2 separate regions of the Zea mays genome follow, and region 1 is linked to region 2. The links are chromatin contacts, called in public Hi-C maps. All regions are on one chromosome and are shown on one strand. The core of a region is the stretch at or near the end of the contact, and the rest is flanking DNA. Distances in the headings are between cores, read along the strand shown.

What was found. A called contact is a pair of places that touch in the nucleus more often than the background predicts.
Region 1: a contact with region 2 is called in a Hi-C map of leaf, with 4 times the contacts expected there. The contact joins the promoter of LOC100191630 here to the promoter of LOC100382497 in region 2. A contact is called at or near these places in 9 of 25 Hi-C or Micro-C datasets (bundle sheath, ear, leaf and 2 more) and 1 of 3 datasets of contacts at active chromatin or transcription factors (leaf).

The regions. Positions count from the first base shown.
Region 1 is chr3:117,427,061-117,432,502 of Zm-B73-REFERENCE-NAM-5.0, reverse strand. It overlaps LOC100191630, which reads left to right and starts at 2,801. Exons shown (of 4, transcript NM_001137059.1): 1 at 2,801-2,994; 2 at 3,083-4,083; 3 at 4,182-4,307; 4 at 4,869-5,442. The coding sequence starts at 3,251. The coding sequence ends at 5,013.
Region 2 is chr3:117,211,121-117,216,075 of Zm-B73-REFERENCE-NAM-5.0, reverse strand. LOC100382497 reads right to left here and starts at 1,306. Exons shown (of 2, transcript NM_001175234.1): 1 at 890-1,306; 2 at 1-748. The coding sequence starts at 741.

The DNA of each region.
Region 1 (5,442 bases), core at 1,552-4,051, 210 kb before region 2:
GGACACAACCCGTGAGGAATTACAATCGTACCCCTCATAAAAGTTTACAACAATGACTCAGACTCTTATGGACTAAAAGGTCATTCTATCTTTAAGTCGGTTTGTAATTCCGAAGCTTCACGAAATGGCACCTTCGGCATCACGTACGAGCAGCTTCAGCCGAGGCTGTTTCTTTCTGCAGGACCTTCGGCGACGAAGCATGGTCCCAACAGGTTTCACAAATCCAGTCCTCAATTTTCAATACTCAAGTATAATTTGAGATATCCAAATTTTATATTTTATTTCTTCATATATTTATTTTATTGTTTTTTTCTTATACAGATTTTTGGGTCTTATAACGAGCAACTGCACACCAGGGGAATCTTTGTAAAGGCTACATAGTGAAACCTTGTCGACTCACCTTGGTAGTGTTTGAGGGTTTGATCGACCTGAGGCAAAAGGGATCACGACTCGTGGATAAAGTGTGCAACCTCTGCAGAGTGTTAGAAACTGGTATATCAGTCGCGCTCACGGTTAAGAGTAGCCTTGGGATCCTCTTTGATTAGAATAACTCTGGATACTTTTATGATGATGGTAACTGGTGATGATTATAACTGTGGTTTCTGGTATTTTGTCACACCCGGATTTAGAAGGCAAACCGAATGCGAACCATGTACGTGCCAGGATCAGCAATTCACGTACACAACAAATGACATAACCGGACATCATCACACAATGCTCAAATAATAACATAAAATAGTATTAATCTGATTACATCATGATGTCCGAGAAATCCACAGAGTCATTAATATAGATCAAAGTGTGAAAACAAAACGTAGCTAAACACGGCCTTCACAGGCAGCCGACTGGGGGTTTGCCGCTAACCCATGCCTAGAACTCATCATAGTCTTGGAACTCCTGGAAATCCTCCACCACGACTTCATATTCTCCTGAGCAATGGTTGCAATGTGGACAACCTGGGGGGTTTGTGTTGTAAAGCAAGGGTGAGTACACATCAACATACTCAACAATTGTCCTGTTTGGTTGTGGTGGACTAGCTTTATGTGTGGTTAAGATCAAGCAGTTGCTTTTAGTTGGTTAGGTAATTATTACTAGTAGAGACCAAACAGAAAGAATACCAGAAACCATAATCATAATCATCAAAACCATAACTATCCTCATCATCATCTGTGATCATAGTATCTCTAATCAATAGAGCTCCCAAGGTCGCTCACAACCGTGAGCACAGCTGATATATCAGTTTCATAACACTCTATAGAGGTTGCACACTTTACCCACGAGCTATGATTCCTTTTTGCCTTGGTCCGATCAAACCCTTAAATACTACCAAGGTGAATAGGCAAGGTTTAACTACGTAGCCTTTACAAAGATTCCCTGAGACTGTAGCTGCCCGTTAGGTTTCTTAAATGTACCACACTTCTCCCCAAGGGGCAAACCACCCTCGGTAGAGCGAGCCGCATACACCGAGCCCCATTGACGGCACGATGGTGAAGCAAACTATACCTCAGTTCCTCTAATTAATTATCTAAGTGCGTCACATACCACCCTCATGGATATACTGTTTTCCTGGGTGGTCATCCAACGAACCAGTCCTTACGGAGAGACACTCGAGAAACTGTTCGAGCCCCCTTAAATGTCACAAATACATCATCATAATCAAAAGTAAACATCGTATCATAAATAATCTCATCATGTTCATTGATTAGAATAAAGCGCTAGCATAGAGTTAAACCAAAAATGATCCAACCCAAATAGGCGAACAAGGACATGATAAATAGAATGATAGTAAATCCTTAGGTATAAATTGTGTAAATGTAGGAGATAAATTATAAAATGAGTAGGAAGGACATAAATAGGTCGGAGGACACTTGCCTTCACCAACCAGCTGCTGCTCAGGGTCTTCGCCTGCAACTCCTTCGAATTCCTCCAACGGACCGTTATCTATACGATTTTAAACATACATTCCACAATCTTAACATAGAAAGAAGTAATACACCACACAATAAAATATACAACTAAACAGACGCATGGCGCAAAACTCGCATCTACGACTACATATATGATCGATGGTGGTACTTCGCCTGGTAGTCCCTGTCCCGGTTTCCATTGCCATGCATAAGGATTCCAGATTGGGTCTTGTCCAGACGGATAGCTAGAAGAACTGAAGCTACTTGAGCTACGGATTCGATCTTGACAGGAAATGGAACCGAAATTGACCACTAAATGCCTAAACTAGACTTGAGCTACATATTTCATCTTCACATATAGCATATAACATCTTCACATATAGCATATAAAAGTAAACAAGACTAATATACCTAAATTGACCACTGAATGTCTAAACTGGAACTCAATCTTGACATTAAATCCGATTTCCCGGCAAAAAATAGCGGTTTACCGATTAAAAACAGTTTACCAGTGATTTTCGGTTTTTATGATTTTTAATTTTTTAAATTTAAAACGAATTTTGAAAAAAACAGTAGTTAGCCGAAACCGGTGCGGTTTTGCTAAACCTACCGGTTTACTGCCGGCACCGGTTTTGTAAACCTCGGTGGTGCGGGTGCCCCTCTCAAGGTCGCACCGGTGTTCCTAGCTGACACTCACCATTTCTTTAGTATTCTTTTTAAATTGTACCCCATGACATGTCCCCACTGACCGCTGTCTTTGACATTGTTGACTCCGAGTCCCAACCGAAAGCGACGCTTTCCCGAAAACACCCCTCCCAATCCGGCAAATTAGCCAGCCCCTCACATATACCTCCGCCGCGCGCTCCCCTCTTCCCCCCGCTGGCCGCTGCTCTCTTCCTCCCTCCTCCTCGGTCCACTCCAACCCCAGGCCTGCCGCGGCCACAGACGGGCCGCGCCGCCGCCGCAGCTTCCGATTCCGCTTCCGCCGGCCGTTCTGCCGCGCGCGCGCCTGTGGCGCTTGAGCGGGCGGATTTGTTCGGCCCGTTCTTTGGCCGCCGCCGTTGCGCTGCGCCGTGTTGGCTTCCAGGTGCGCAATCCGGTCCCGTGCTCTGTTCGTGAGCTGAGGATTTGAGTAGTCCGCCACCCTGGATCCTGATGGGGCCGTTCCTGTGCAGTTCCCATCCAGGCGTCTTGAGATTCCCCGGCCGGAGATCTGCTTAATTCGTACCTCTCTCTGGTTCTGAGGCCCCTCCGAGGTGGAGGAGGAGCTCGTGGGTCGACGAAAGAACAATCGTTTCTTTGCCCACTCCTGCGGCTGCTTCTCCGTCCCAGGCTTTCCAGCCATGGAGGAGGTGGAGGTGGCCAACATGGCCGCGGTGGAGAGCTGCCACCGGGTGCTGGCTCTGCTCTCGCAGCAGCAGGACCCAGCCCTGCTCAAGAGCGTAGCTTCAGAGACGGCTGAAGCCTGCGCCAAGTTCAGGAAGGTAGCGGCCCTCCTCGGCAGTGCCAGTGGCGGAGGTGGCTGTGGCCATGCTAGAGGCAGGTTCTCCAGACGAGTCCGGCCTCTGGGGCTCGTCAACCAGAAGAGCCCCTTGGGGATCGCCACCGGCAGCGGCAACCCGCTGGAGATGATGCCCAGCACAGCTGCTGCTGCTGGGTCTCCATCTCCACCTCAGTCGACTAGCTATGCGCAAATGCGCGCTCGGCTTAGCAGTGCGCCAGAGTCCTCACGAGGGCTGGATTTGGCCTGCTCCAGCAGCAGGTGTAGCCCTCATCCATTTGGAGCCCCCAAGCTGGTCCAGCCACTGTCTGTGCAGTTCCAGATTGGGAGTGTTGCGCATAGGTACCCGTTCCACCAGCAGCAGTCGAGGCAGAAGCTGCAGGCCGAGATGTTCAGGAGGAGCAACAGTGGGATCAGCCTCAAGTTCGATAGCCCTAGCCCCAGCGGTGGTGCTGCTGGCACCATGTCGTCTGCGAGATCATTCATGTCGTCGTTGAGTATAGACAGGAGCATGGCGAGCTTGGATGGGAAGCGGCCGTTCCATTTGGTAGGCACCCCGGTGGCGAGCGACCCAGCAGATGCGCACCGTGCGCCCAAACGGCGATGCACGGGTAGAGGGGAGGATGGAAGAGGCAAGTGTGCCACCACTGGCAGATGCCATTGCTCAAAGAGAAGGTAACTTGCTTTCTCATAGCCCCAAATATTATGCTTGTTATGTCTCGTTGGGTGCAATATTGACTCCCTTTGAGCAATGGTGCTGTTCTGTTTGACAGGAAACTGCGGATTAAGAGGTCGATTAGAGTGCCAGCCATTAGCAACAAAATCGCTGATATCCCTCCTGATGAGTACTCGTGGCGCAAGTACGGGCAGAAGCCAATTAAGGGTTCCCCACACCCGAGGTATGAACCGAACAAGAAATATTCAACTAATATGAAAAATGTGTATCAAATCCTTTGCAGTCATAATGATTGATGCATTATTCCCCTTGCACCATGGGAGGTGGCATATCTGCATCAGGCTCTCAGGGTGCCCCTTTTATCTGTAGAATAATTGTCTGTTGATCCTCCTCCCCACTTTATCTTTTCCTTCCTCCCAAGTGGTTCTGCAACTAAGGCCTGTCGATAACTTAGTAGCTAGCACAATTGAATATTTGGTTAGTGGATAGTCTCAGGGCTCAACTCTTTTTGTGCCCATTTACTGACAAAACAATGATCTGTCATGGTGTGTTGGGGGGGGGGGGGGGACCAAAAGTAGGTAAATTATTATTGCTACAGGCGTTTGAATGCCATGTTAGGCTATCTACATCCTAATCTTGATTGCGCTCATTCCCCTACCCCATATCCAACTTTAAGTCTGCTCTGGATGATAGGAAAATGTAGCTATACCATGAAGGCAAGCACATGGGGCTGATTGTTCCCCCCTGTGTTTCACATATTCTCTTTGGCTTTAATCAAATGCAGGGGTTACTACAAATGCAGCAGCGTCAGGGGCTGCCCAGCAAGGAAGCACGTCGAGCGATGTGTAGACGACCCGGCGATGCTAATCGTGACATACGAAGGCGAGCACAGCCACACCCAGCTGCCAGCACAGCCTGCCCAGACCTAGAAGATCAGTAAATCGTCGCTCCATTCTGGAAGCGCGGGGAGCATGCCTTTGCACCTAGATGGTCATGTAGAATCTCAGGCCTTCGATTTTCGATTGCAGCAGCAGCAATGACCATGGAGAGAATCTTATGAGCTGCTTGGCCCCCCTCCTGAGTCACTCTGTTACAGATGCAAGAGTGGGGACTGCTGCCAAGTTGTTCATCTTTCTTGTGAGCTGTGGCATGTATGTATAATTGAAAGATGGTGCAGGAAGGAAGGAAAATGCAGCGTCCGACAGCGACCGGTGAGCTTTGCCGGTGAGCCTGAAGGGTTGAAAGCAAAGACTGACAAGAGGAAGTGAACAACCGCGCATTGTTGTGAGGGTGGATTAGGATGGGAAGATTTGGCTTTTAGCGTGCACAAGTTCACTTGCCATGGACTAGCCTCTGTA
Region 2 (4,955 bases), core at 57-2,556:
GTCATGTATGGTTCTAATGGAGAAGGTGGGCACACCGGGGAGCTTTGCTGCATGTATGCGCCACGGGCAGCTCTCGGCAGCACACTTAGCGGTGAAGCGGGACTTGTCAGACTTCACCGTCTGTATCTCAAAGTGGCAGGCGATGGCAGTGTTGCGGATGGCCCTGCGGCAGCTGACAACATCGGGAAACTGCTGTCCCACTGCGAGCTGAAACTCAGGGCTCACAACCATGGTCCGTGACTGGACAACAGGAGCGACTGCAAGAGGAGCCTGGGAGAGATCATGCGGCTGCAGCGCGAGCTCATGAGCCTGCTCCAGCGAGAGCTGATCGAAATTCTGATCAACGCCCAGGTGGTGTGTCTCGGCAAGCGTCAGCTCGTGGCTCTCCGACAAGTCAAGCTCGTCATGGTGGTGGCCCTGCACTTCCAGAGTCTCAGAGTCCCCATCGTGGCCCTGCCTCAGAACTAGCTCACCGGCGTGGTGAACATGGTGGTGGTGGTGGTCGTCGTGCCCGAGAACCAGCTGGTGATCGTCATCGTGGTGGTGCCCGAGGACGAGCTGGTGGTCGTGCTCGTGCGACTGGCCCAGCACGAGCTCGTGGTCGTGTGCGTGGCCGCCGAGGCCGAGGTCGTGGCTGTGTCCGAGACCCAGCCCGTGGTCTTGGCCGAAGTCGTGGTGGTTCGGCCCCAGCGCCAGCTCCGCATCCTGCCCGTGTCCAAGGACTAGCTCGTGGTTCGCCATCGCCGCCCTATCACAAGAAACAGAGTGCCTGACAGAGGATCAACCAAATGAATCAAATCGAAAGGAATCAGCGATGAAACCCATGGGCAAGCAGTCAATCACACGGACAAGACCAAGGAACAAAGGCAGGAGCATCGCAAAAGCTCACCGGATAGGAAATCGCCGCGGCGCCGGCGGCTATCAGTCCCGACAGACACGCCGCTCCGGGCTTCGGGAAGCTCGCCAGATCCAATTCTGTCGCCGACAGACCCAATCCAACCTTCACGCAGCCGGCGCACCGGGACAAGCTACAGCCATCACCAAGCAAGCAATTGGAAACTCGGAATCGGCACGAGAGCACCACCTGCCGGGACTGACGGGCCAATCAGTCCCGCACGAGATCCAAGAAGCTGGACCCACCCGGCGCCCGGCGCTCCGGAGCTGCGCGCCAAGGAGAGGGCGGGGAAACAGCGGGATGATTTGAAGGCCGCGCAGGGGCAGGGGGCTCGAGGGCAAAGAGAGGAAGAGGCGTGGAAAGAAATTGGGGGAAGTCGAGGCGAGGGGCAATGGTGGAAGACGGGGGCGGCGGGGAAGGAGGAGAGGAGAGAGATGGGACGGAACGGGGGAGGGGCATTTAGGTCAAAGCCAGGGCCTCCGGAAAGCGGATCGCTGGGTCATTTCCCGATTTGCCATCGACGGAGTTGGGCTTTTTGGGTATCCAACCAGTGTTAGCCTGTTAGAGCAACTCCAGTAGTTCTCTAAAATACTTCCTAAATCAATAATTTAGCTAGTTAACATAAAAATTATTCTCCAACAGTTCTTTAAATAATCTTTCTAAATTTAACAACTTGTCATCTAACCTCATTTTCTCTCTACATTTGGCAAACATTTAACAACTCCCTAAACAAAAATGTTGACTGCATTATATAGTTTTTGTGACTTATTTTTTATGTGGATAAATACAAAACAAAATTACAACCTATATTTAGAGAACTATTAGAGAATTCACAATTTTTTTACTTCAAAAGTCATTTAGCAACTTCTTAAATCTATGATTTAGAGAGCTAAAATTTACATAACTATTGGAGTTGCTCTTAGGTAACTCGCTAACTCCGTGCAGGTACCAAATTCTGGTTATCGCCTCAAAAGAAATATTTGGTTGGTTTTTACTTTAAAAAACAGAATCATCAAATTCTCTTTCTCGGATCAAAAGTCATAATTAATATTTGATTGATTTTGCTCTTTAAAAAATGAACCATTCCAAAATATATATATATGACATTGACTAAAACTATTATTTTTATGACATGTGTGAAGATCATACACTACTCTAGAGTGGTTTGGTGGTTTGGACTTTATGGATATTTTCTAAATTTAAATTTCAAAGCCCAGGTGGAATTTTGACTAGAACTATAGGCGGCATATGGTGTCATTACGAAGCTTGCGTTAAGACGAAACAAAGTCATGGACTCTAGAGTCCATGGACGTTAGATGCACTATCTTAGTTTGGACCATTTTTCCATTGGGGTTAAGTGGTTTAATCTAAATATCTAAGGGCAAATTATAGATATGCAATAGGCTCTATAAAAAAAGAATGGTTGGCCTTAACCAATAACCTCTCTAAGATTTGAGTTTTCCTCAATTAGGCCCAGTTTCGATCCTTGTAATTGAATTTCATTCTAATAATCGTAATTTAGATATAGATTAATTAAGCTAAATATAGTTTTACATAAAATATATTTGTATACTATTATTGGTCATATGAGGAAGATATTTATGTTCTACATTTCTACTATAAAAAAGCAAGTGGTGGAATGTCAAATTCCAAGCCAACTAACTTACTATATTAAGTAAATTCCTTCAAGATTAAGATAGTGTTTGGTTCCAGGGCCTATTTGGACGGAATGGTTCCATTCCATATTCTGAGTATGGAATGGCTCTATTCTGTGTTTGGCAATCAGAACAGAGCCACTCTGTTTCTCTATTTGGTTCTAGAGTGAAGTAGAACAAATCGAATCTATTCTACGTTTAGCATATTCATACAGCCATTATATATATATATATATATATCAAATATAATTATATTAAATACAACCATATATATTATGTTTGGCACCGTGCGTCCTTGTCAAATATTAATTATATATATATTGGCATCGTGTGTCCTTGTCATATATATATATATATATATATATATATATATATATATATATATATATATATATATATATATATATTGATAGTAATGGGAGCTCTGGTCTTTCGATAGGTGCGGGGGAGCCCCATCCAGGTTGTGTAAACGAGCCGGATCGGAATGGACCGAGCCGGACGCCCTGAATAGTGGGGTGCTTTTATGCATGTATAAATTTTGAATAAATATTGCGTAACAGAGTGTGGGCCATCATTCTGAACGTGGGCCGGTGATGTGTCACCCGCGTATTATGGAAGTGGATCGAAACCGTGTTTACGATAGCATACGACCTACGTCGAACTTGCATAAATTGTTGTTACGCCCACGATCCTATAATGTAGCAGATACACACGCGAACTCGCTGTGAATATCGCGCCCACGATGATGGATATGTGCATGGGAAAAGGAAAGAATCCCACGTTTCCAGAAAAGTTAGACAGCAAGAATCGTGTGTTAGGGTGCGACTGGCAGAAGGAAGTAACCGGAGCTGGAAGATGGCGGCGCCATAGGGTAAAGAGCCGATCAAAGAGTACACAACGCCGACATCAGTTCATTGTCAAATCCATGCTTGGAGATCGTATCAATGGTGCAGGAAGATCAACCAGGAGGAAACCAGTTTGGTGAAAGGGAATTAGGCTTACACCTAGTTCCTAATTGATTTTGGTGGTTGAATTGCCCAACACAAATAATTGGACTAACTAGTTTTGCTCTAGTGTATAAGTTATACAGGTGCCAAAGGTTCACACTTAGCCAATAAAAAGACCAAGAATTGGGTTCAACAAAGAAAGCAAGGGATAACCGAAGGCAGCCCTGGTCTGGCACACCGGACTGTCCGGTGTGCCACCGGACAGTGTCCGGTGCACCAGGAGACTTCAAGTCAAACTCTTCACCTTTGGGAAAACTCAGAGTCGCTCCGCTATAATTCACCGGACTATCCGGTGTACACCGGACAGTGTTCGGTGCTCTAGGAATGAAGCAACTCTGAACTCGCCAGCTTCGGGAATCCGCTCCGCTATAATTCACCGGACATATCCGGTGTATACCGGACTGTCCGGTGAGCCAGCAGAGCAACGACTACTTCGCGCCAACGGTCACCTGCAGAAGCATTTATGCGCGCCAGAGCGCGCAGAAGTCAGGCACGCGCGAAGTGGCGCACCGGACACTCTACAGTACATGTCCGGTGTGCCACCGGACATCCAGGTGGGCCCAGCAGTTAGAGCTCCAACGGTCGGAACCCAACGGCCTGGTGACGTGGCTGGCGCACCGGACACTGTCCGGTGTGCACCGGACTGTCCGGTGCACCATGCGACAGAAAGCCTCCACCAAACGGCTAGTTTGGTGGTTGGGGTTATAAATACCCCCATCCACCCCACATTCAAGTGATCCAAGTTTTCCAACTTCCAACCACTTACAAGAGCTAGGCATTCAATACAAGACACACCCAAGTGATCAAATCCTCTCCCAACTCCACAAAAGCTTTAGTGTTAAGTGAGAGTGATTTGTCGTGTTCTTTTGAGCTCTTGCGCTTGGATCGCTTTCTTCTTTCTCATTCTTTCTTGTGATCAATACTCAATTGTAACCAAGGCAAGAGACACCAATTGTGTGGTGGTCCTTGCGGGGAAGTTTTGTTCCCGGTTGATTTGAGAAGAGAAAGCTCACTCGGTCCGAGGGACCGTTTGAGAGAGGGAAGGGGTTGAAAAAGACCCGGCCTTTGTGGCCTCCTCAACGGGGAGTAGGTTTGCGAGAACCGAACCTCGGTAAAACAAATCCGCGTGTCACACTCTTTATTCGCTTGCGATTTGTTTTGCACCCTCTCTCGCGGACTCGATTATATTTCTAACGCTAACTCGGCTTGTAGTTGTGATTAACTTTGTAAATTTCAGTTTCGCCCTATTCACCCCCCCCCCTCTCTAGGCGACTTTCAATTGGTATCAAAGCCCGGTGCTTCATTAGAGCCTAACCGCTCGAAGTGATGTCGGGAGATCACGCCAAGAAGGAAATGGAGACCGGCGAAAAGCCCACTACAAGCCACGGGAAGGCTTCA